2 separate regions of the Triticum aestivum genome follow, and region 2 is linked to region 1. Evidence: chromatin contacts called from public Hi-C data. All regions are on one chromosome and are shown on one strand. Each heading gives the region's core, a stretch centred on a gene start, on an enhancer-like site or on the middle of the called end of the contact. The rest is flanking DNA. Distances are from core to core; before and after follow the strand shown. Region 1 holds the start of LOC123061337 (egalitarian protein homolog). Region 2 holds the start of LOC123058346.

What was found. Hi-C and Micro-C count contacts between places; a contact is called where the count stands out from the background.
Region 2: a contact with region 1 is called in a Hi-C map of leaf, with 5 times the contacts expected there. The contact joins the promoter of LOC123058346 here to the promoter of LOC123061337 in region 1. A contact is called at or near these places in 2 of 5 Hi-C or Micro-C datasets (both in leaf).

What each region holds. Positions count from the first base shown.
Region 1 is chr3A:376,102,878-376,105,775 of IWGSC CS RefSeq v2.1, forward strand. It overlaps LOC123061337 (egalitarian protein homolog), which reads left to right and starts at 1,523. Exons shown (of 10, transcript XM_044484402.1): 1 at 1,523-1,705; 2 at 2,403-2,563. The coding sequence starts at 1,660.
Region 2 is chr3A:376,434,779-376,437,676 of IWGSC CS RefSeq v2.1, forward strand. LOC123058346 reads left to right here and starts at 1,353. Exons shown (of 2, transcript XM_044481093.1): 1 at 1,353-2,037; 2 at 2,186-2,898. The coding sequence starts at 1,926.

The DNA.
Region 1 (2,898 bases), core at 273-2,772:
TACCGTACGCGAGGCAAGGATCGAACACTGGATCGCTGGATCGAGAGTGCAGCGCACTGACCACCAGGATAACGAGACGCTTATGCTAGTAAACTTCTTTCCTTTCTTTTAATTTTTATCTATGTTGTTCGCTGGTCAGTTTCTGGACGTTTCTTTTTCTTGTTCCTTTTTCCTTTTTCTTTTCTCATTTCCTTTTCTTTCTTTCCTTAAACGCGTAAACTTTTTTCAAATTCAACGAACTTTAATCAAAGTCGATGAACTTTTTTTTCAAATCGATGAACTTTTTTCAAATGCAATGAACTTTTTTTTCAAATCGATGAACTTTTTTCAAATCCAATGAACTTTTTTTTGATGAACTGTTTTCAAATTCAATGAACTATTTTTTTAAATTGATGAACCTTTTTCAAATCCGATGAACTTTTTTCATTTTTGATGAACTTTTTCCAAATTTGATGATTTTTTTTCAAAATTGATGAACTTTTTTCAAATTCGATGAACTTTTTTTTCAAAACGATGAACCTTTTTTCAAATCTGATGAACTTTTTTCATTTTTGATGAACTTTTTTTTTCGAATTCCATGAACTTTTTTTAAAAATTGACGAACTTTTTTTCAAAACCGATGAAGCTTTTTTCAAAATGATGAATTTTTTTAAATTTTGTGAACTTTAAAAAAATGCTGAACTCGTTTTCAAAATCAATGAACTTTTCAACTAATTTTCAAATTTATGTTAATGTTTCACTAAAAACGGTTAAGTAGAACGTTTTCCTAGTTAAAGAACAACAAAACATGGTTGGTCTGTTGGTTGTCGCGTTAGTGGAGAATAATACCTGTGGTCTTGAGTTCAATACACAGCTTTCGTACTTTTTCTTCATGTTTATTTTTTTCGCGTCATGGTCGAAGCTCACCTGGGCCGGCCCAGTAGCGCGACGCTTCGAGCGCCAGAACGCGAAACCGGCACTGAAGGCGCCGGTTAGGAGCTCCCCAACCAGGCAGCCAGCGAAACACGCCCCCGCTTTTGGGCCAGGACCAAGACTGTAGTTTTTTGTTTTTTTGAGCGAACACCAAGACTGTAGTTGTGTGGGCGCTGGAACCCCAGTTGGCGCCAAATGCGCTGACTAGGAGCTCCCTGGGAAGCATGCCTAACCCTAAAAAAATAGCATGCCTGGGCGCTGAAACCGCCGCTGAAGGCGCCGGTTAGGAGCTCCCCAGCCAGGCAGCCAGCGAAACGCGCCCCCGCTTTTGGGCCAGGACTAAGACTGTAGTTTTTTGTTTTTTGAGCGACCACCAAGACTGTAGTTGTGCGGGCGCTGGAACCCCCAGTTGGCACCAAAGGTGCTGACTAGGAGCTCCCTGGGAAGCATGCCTAACCCTTAAAAAAATAGCATGCCTGGGTGGGCCGTGCCGTGCCTGGCCCGTATAACACAGGCCGGGCCAGCCCATTTGGCAAGATTTGGCTGAGGGCTTCAGGCCCAGAAAAAGAGTCCAACCTGCACAGTACTGAAACAGTCGGACGGAGCAACGGGCAGTTACCAGTAGTACTAGTATAGTCTTGACGCCGCCGGGCCAGACGATTCCCCGTCCCCTTTCTTCATTCCCTCTTCCGTTGCCGGTGCGTCCGCGTCCTGTCTCTCCCGGTCAGCGATCGGGAGGGGCGAGGGATGGCCTCCCATCCCCCCAACTCCGCCGACGGCGAGGACCCCGCAGGTTCTCTCTCTCTCTCTCTCTCTCTCTCTCTCTCTCTCTCTCTCTCTCTCTCTCTCGGAGCGTAGCGCTGCTTCCGCTCGGTGCGTGCGCGTGCGCGTCGCCCGAACTTAGGGTTTCTTGGAGTTCACGTTTAATCGCTACGCTTTGCTATATCTCTGCTTTACCCCGCCCTTTTAGTTCGTGTTTTCGCGTCATGATTTAGTCCTAGCTAGGGTTTTAGGGCAGGTAATGTTGGGACTTGTAGCTGCTACTCGTGCAGCTTCCGTTCCCTGTAGGTTGATTTGCAGGCCTGGATTTTGCCTCTATTGATCAATGGTTTCAATAAAGAGTTGGGCAATAGTAGCATGTGGAAGGATTCATGGTCGGTGGTTTTTTCTTTTCTGTTTGATTCTGCTTTGGTTCGTGCGCTAGTTGTCCTTTAGAGTTCAATACCTGTATTGATCTATCAGGCTAGACCTTGCTTTTATTCCAACAATATTCTTGTATATGAGATACTGAACTAAGGCGATTGTGCTGAACACAGTGGTTTTAAAATGTTTCTTTTCCTGATTGGTGAGGAAACTAGGCTGCATCTAGCTAAACCAATACTATGTTACCTTGGTTAGAAATTCAGAACTTATTGTGTTTGCTTGTGTGCAAGCACCTATGAACTGGAACTATTTTGTTTCTACTTGTAATTCGATGTGTTCTTTTGCAGGGAATAACGCGGAATTGCCATCCCTGCCCTTTCATGTTGTCACTAAACCTAGTCAACTCCCAGTCGAGTTTCTTGAGCCCTCTGCTGCCAAGAAATTGGTGATTGGATTTGACTGTGAAGGTGTTGACCTTTGCCGCCATGGTGCTCTCTGTATCATGCAGGTGAGCTGAACTGAATCCCACGTGGCATGGAATATTTTTATACTCCTGCAATCTTTTGTTTCATCATGGATGAATTGTGGCTATCATAAACTGTCATGAGACAACCTTGTCCTACATCGGACAATTATTATGCCCTCACTTGACCCCACATTACAATGGTCTTACTTGAAATGCTGCTTCATTACCTTATAGTGCCATGATCTACCCACGCAAGTCCTTTTGATGAACCTAGACTTAGTGTACCTAACCCCTCTTATTTTATTGGAACTGGTTGCACATGCATCTATTTCTGCTGATATAGATAAAAAACATTGGCCTGATCGGTCACCATTGTT
Region 2 (2,898 bases), core at 103-2,602, 330 kb after region 1:
AATTTGCCACCGAGAGCGTCGAGTTCCCGTCCACGAAACGCACCCTTAGTGACTCAGATTGAATGACTAGCTCTCCTACCAAAGTCCATGGGTGGAAATTTGGTGATGTCCCTTTTGATGATCCGTAGGGGTTGCCCTAAGATAGGTACCTGCTACGAAGGATAGCTCCAGTTTTAACAATGTAATGTAGCTCTATCACATCCTCCTCCCCCCAGAGCTGCATCGTGCATATGCCTAGCATAGCTGGCTAGCTACATGTATGTACTCCTTACTACTCTACTAATACACTCCACATACACTAGCTGCTGCTAGCATACATGTATGCATGAAAGTGCCCAAAGTTAAAGCTGCCAGTAAAAGTGAAAATCTTTTTGCTCTCCTGACAGTTACTACTACAAGGTCACTTCTAGGCTGGCTAAGCTAGGAGCAAGTAATGCATGCACTGCACACATATGCACACATGCCTGCGTGTAGTTTATACGCAGACGACAAGGGGCAGTGGTGCTCATGAGCTCAAAGCCAGCCCTGTCACTGATCTCCTATATCTCTTTCTCACACTTGATCTCCTATATCTCTTTCTCACACTTGATCATAATCAAATCATAACACCCAGATGCAGCTAGCAAGTAATTAGTGAAAGACTTTTTTTAGGTTCTCCCTCCTCAGATGTCAATTGAAGTACTACATATAATCCAAAGAAATCTCTCACCCTAGATTATAGGATTGTAATGCTTTACACACAAATACTATACTCCCTCCCTTTCAAAATAAGTATCTCAACTTAAATACAATTTTATACTAAAGTTAGTACTTGATACAAAGTTGAAACAGTTATTTTTGAGACGAAGGGAGTACTAGGAGTCAGCGGACTGGAATAAATAAATTAAATTAGTCGATTAGTTCTTGATGGTTCGATGCAAAAAAGAATGGTCAAGAGTGGTATTCTTCAACCTCCCAATCTCCTAGTTCATCTTCTTCCTCAAGACTTGCCACGACCACCGGCCTAACCGCCTGCCTCTATAGCCTGCGGCCGGCGGCGCTTTCGCACCAGCCTCGCCGCCCACCCTCCCCTCACCACCACTCACCGCTGCGCTAGCCCCAGCCCTGGCCATGCTTCTAAACCGGCGAACCACTAGAATTTCCTACGAGCCCACACCCCCTTGCTCCCCATACCGTCAACCTTTTGGACTCGCCTCCGCCTGCACATCGCCGGCTACGGCTCCTTCCTGGCTAATGCCTTGCCGGCGCCCCGGTCCTCGCTATGCTCACCCTGGCATGCTTCCTTCTGACTGACCCAAATTGTAAAACCCGGCAACTTACCTCTAGATAAATTTTGAAATAACTAATGTACCAGTAGTACTAGTACTTGTATAATTGAGCGCTATCCCCTACCTACACAACCCTAGGCATATGAGAAGAGAGCAGTACCCTGCTATCCGGTAAGTACTAAAAGCTCTAGGCATGTTAGCAAGCTTATATTTCAGAACCCACACAATCAAGAGCATTAATATGACAGGCATACCATAGTGAGTGATAATAGGCAGTAGCTAGCTGTGCTGTGGCTATAGCTAGAGCCTAGATGTGTGCATCGCTGCACTGCACACACAGTGTGTCAAGCGTGAGGACCATCGATGAGGTAGTGTGCTGTGTAGTGTGTACTAGTAGTAAAAGGTATACAACTGTGTGTACTAACTAGACAGTACAGTATACCACCATAGCCATAGGCCATCTATTCTTTGGCCTGCCTCTTTATAAGAGCCTGCTTGCTTTCCCCTCCGGCCTGCAGCCTTTTGCTAGAGAGAGCACACCACACACACACACACGCTGCGCGCAGGGCCCTAAAAGTAGCTTCAACACTGCAGGCATCTTGTCTTATTGCGCCATTAGCATCTTCCTCCTCGAGTGAGCTAGCGTTTAATGCGCGAATGCTCCCTCTGTTGCAACGAGCTAGCCTACCATCACCACCACCACCAGCAGCAGCAACAGCGGCAGAGTGCTCCCCTCTTCCTCAGCTTACTTGCGTCCCATTAATTAAAGGTACGCGCCATTTGATCGATGCGCTCATCTGTGCATATGCATGTTGCTGGGTCGGTAGTTGCATGTGCTTCGTCAGATCGGCCTCAGACAGATCAGAGCCTCGCTAGCTACTTGGATGTATAGCTCATATCCGATTTCTTATTAGTAGGTGGCAAGATGGATCCTGGCTTCTGCAACGACATGATCCTAAGCGAGAGCGCGTGGAACAGCGGCGGTGGAGACGGTGGCGCGGCCGGTGATGTCGTTAATGTTGTGGACGGGAGCGGCATGACGGTGCTGGAGAGGCTGGTGCTGGACGAGGCGCTCGCGGCCGCGATCATGGAGCTGCAAGGCATCCAGGTGCCGTGCGCAGGTGGCAAGCCGATGGCCGGCGGCCTCGAGGCGGCCAGCCTCGCATTCGGCGCTACGGGGACGGCACCCGTCACGCCTGCCTACGCTGAGGTTGACGGGGTTGTCTTGCAGCGACAGCAGCATCAACATCGCCATCAGGGCGTGATGGGGATGCCTGTCGACTACGACCTCGTACCAGCAGCACGAGCTGTCACGTTGGCTACTGTACCTGCGGCACCTTCCTTCCCAAAAGGCGCGGCTGCCGGCGTCGTCGATGCGGCGGCCTTTGACTCCGGCAATAACGCGCTGACATCGGCGGTAACAGCAGGGACGACGAGGCAGTGTGACGAAGCCAACGGTGGTGCCAAAAGGCAACTCCGGTCAAGTAGAAAGAGGAGGGCCGCCGATGCACCATGCCCGGCCGCCGACGGGCACCCGCAGTCGCAGGAGAACCCTCTCTGCAGCCTCCTCGCGTACACCAACACCGGAGATGGCGGCATCCAGATTGCGTTCAGCGGCGGCGGCGGTGCT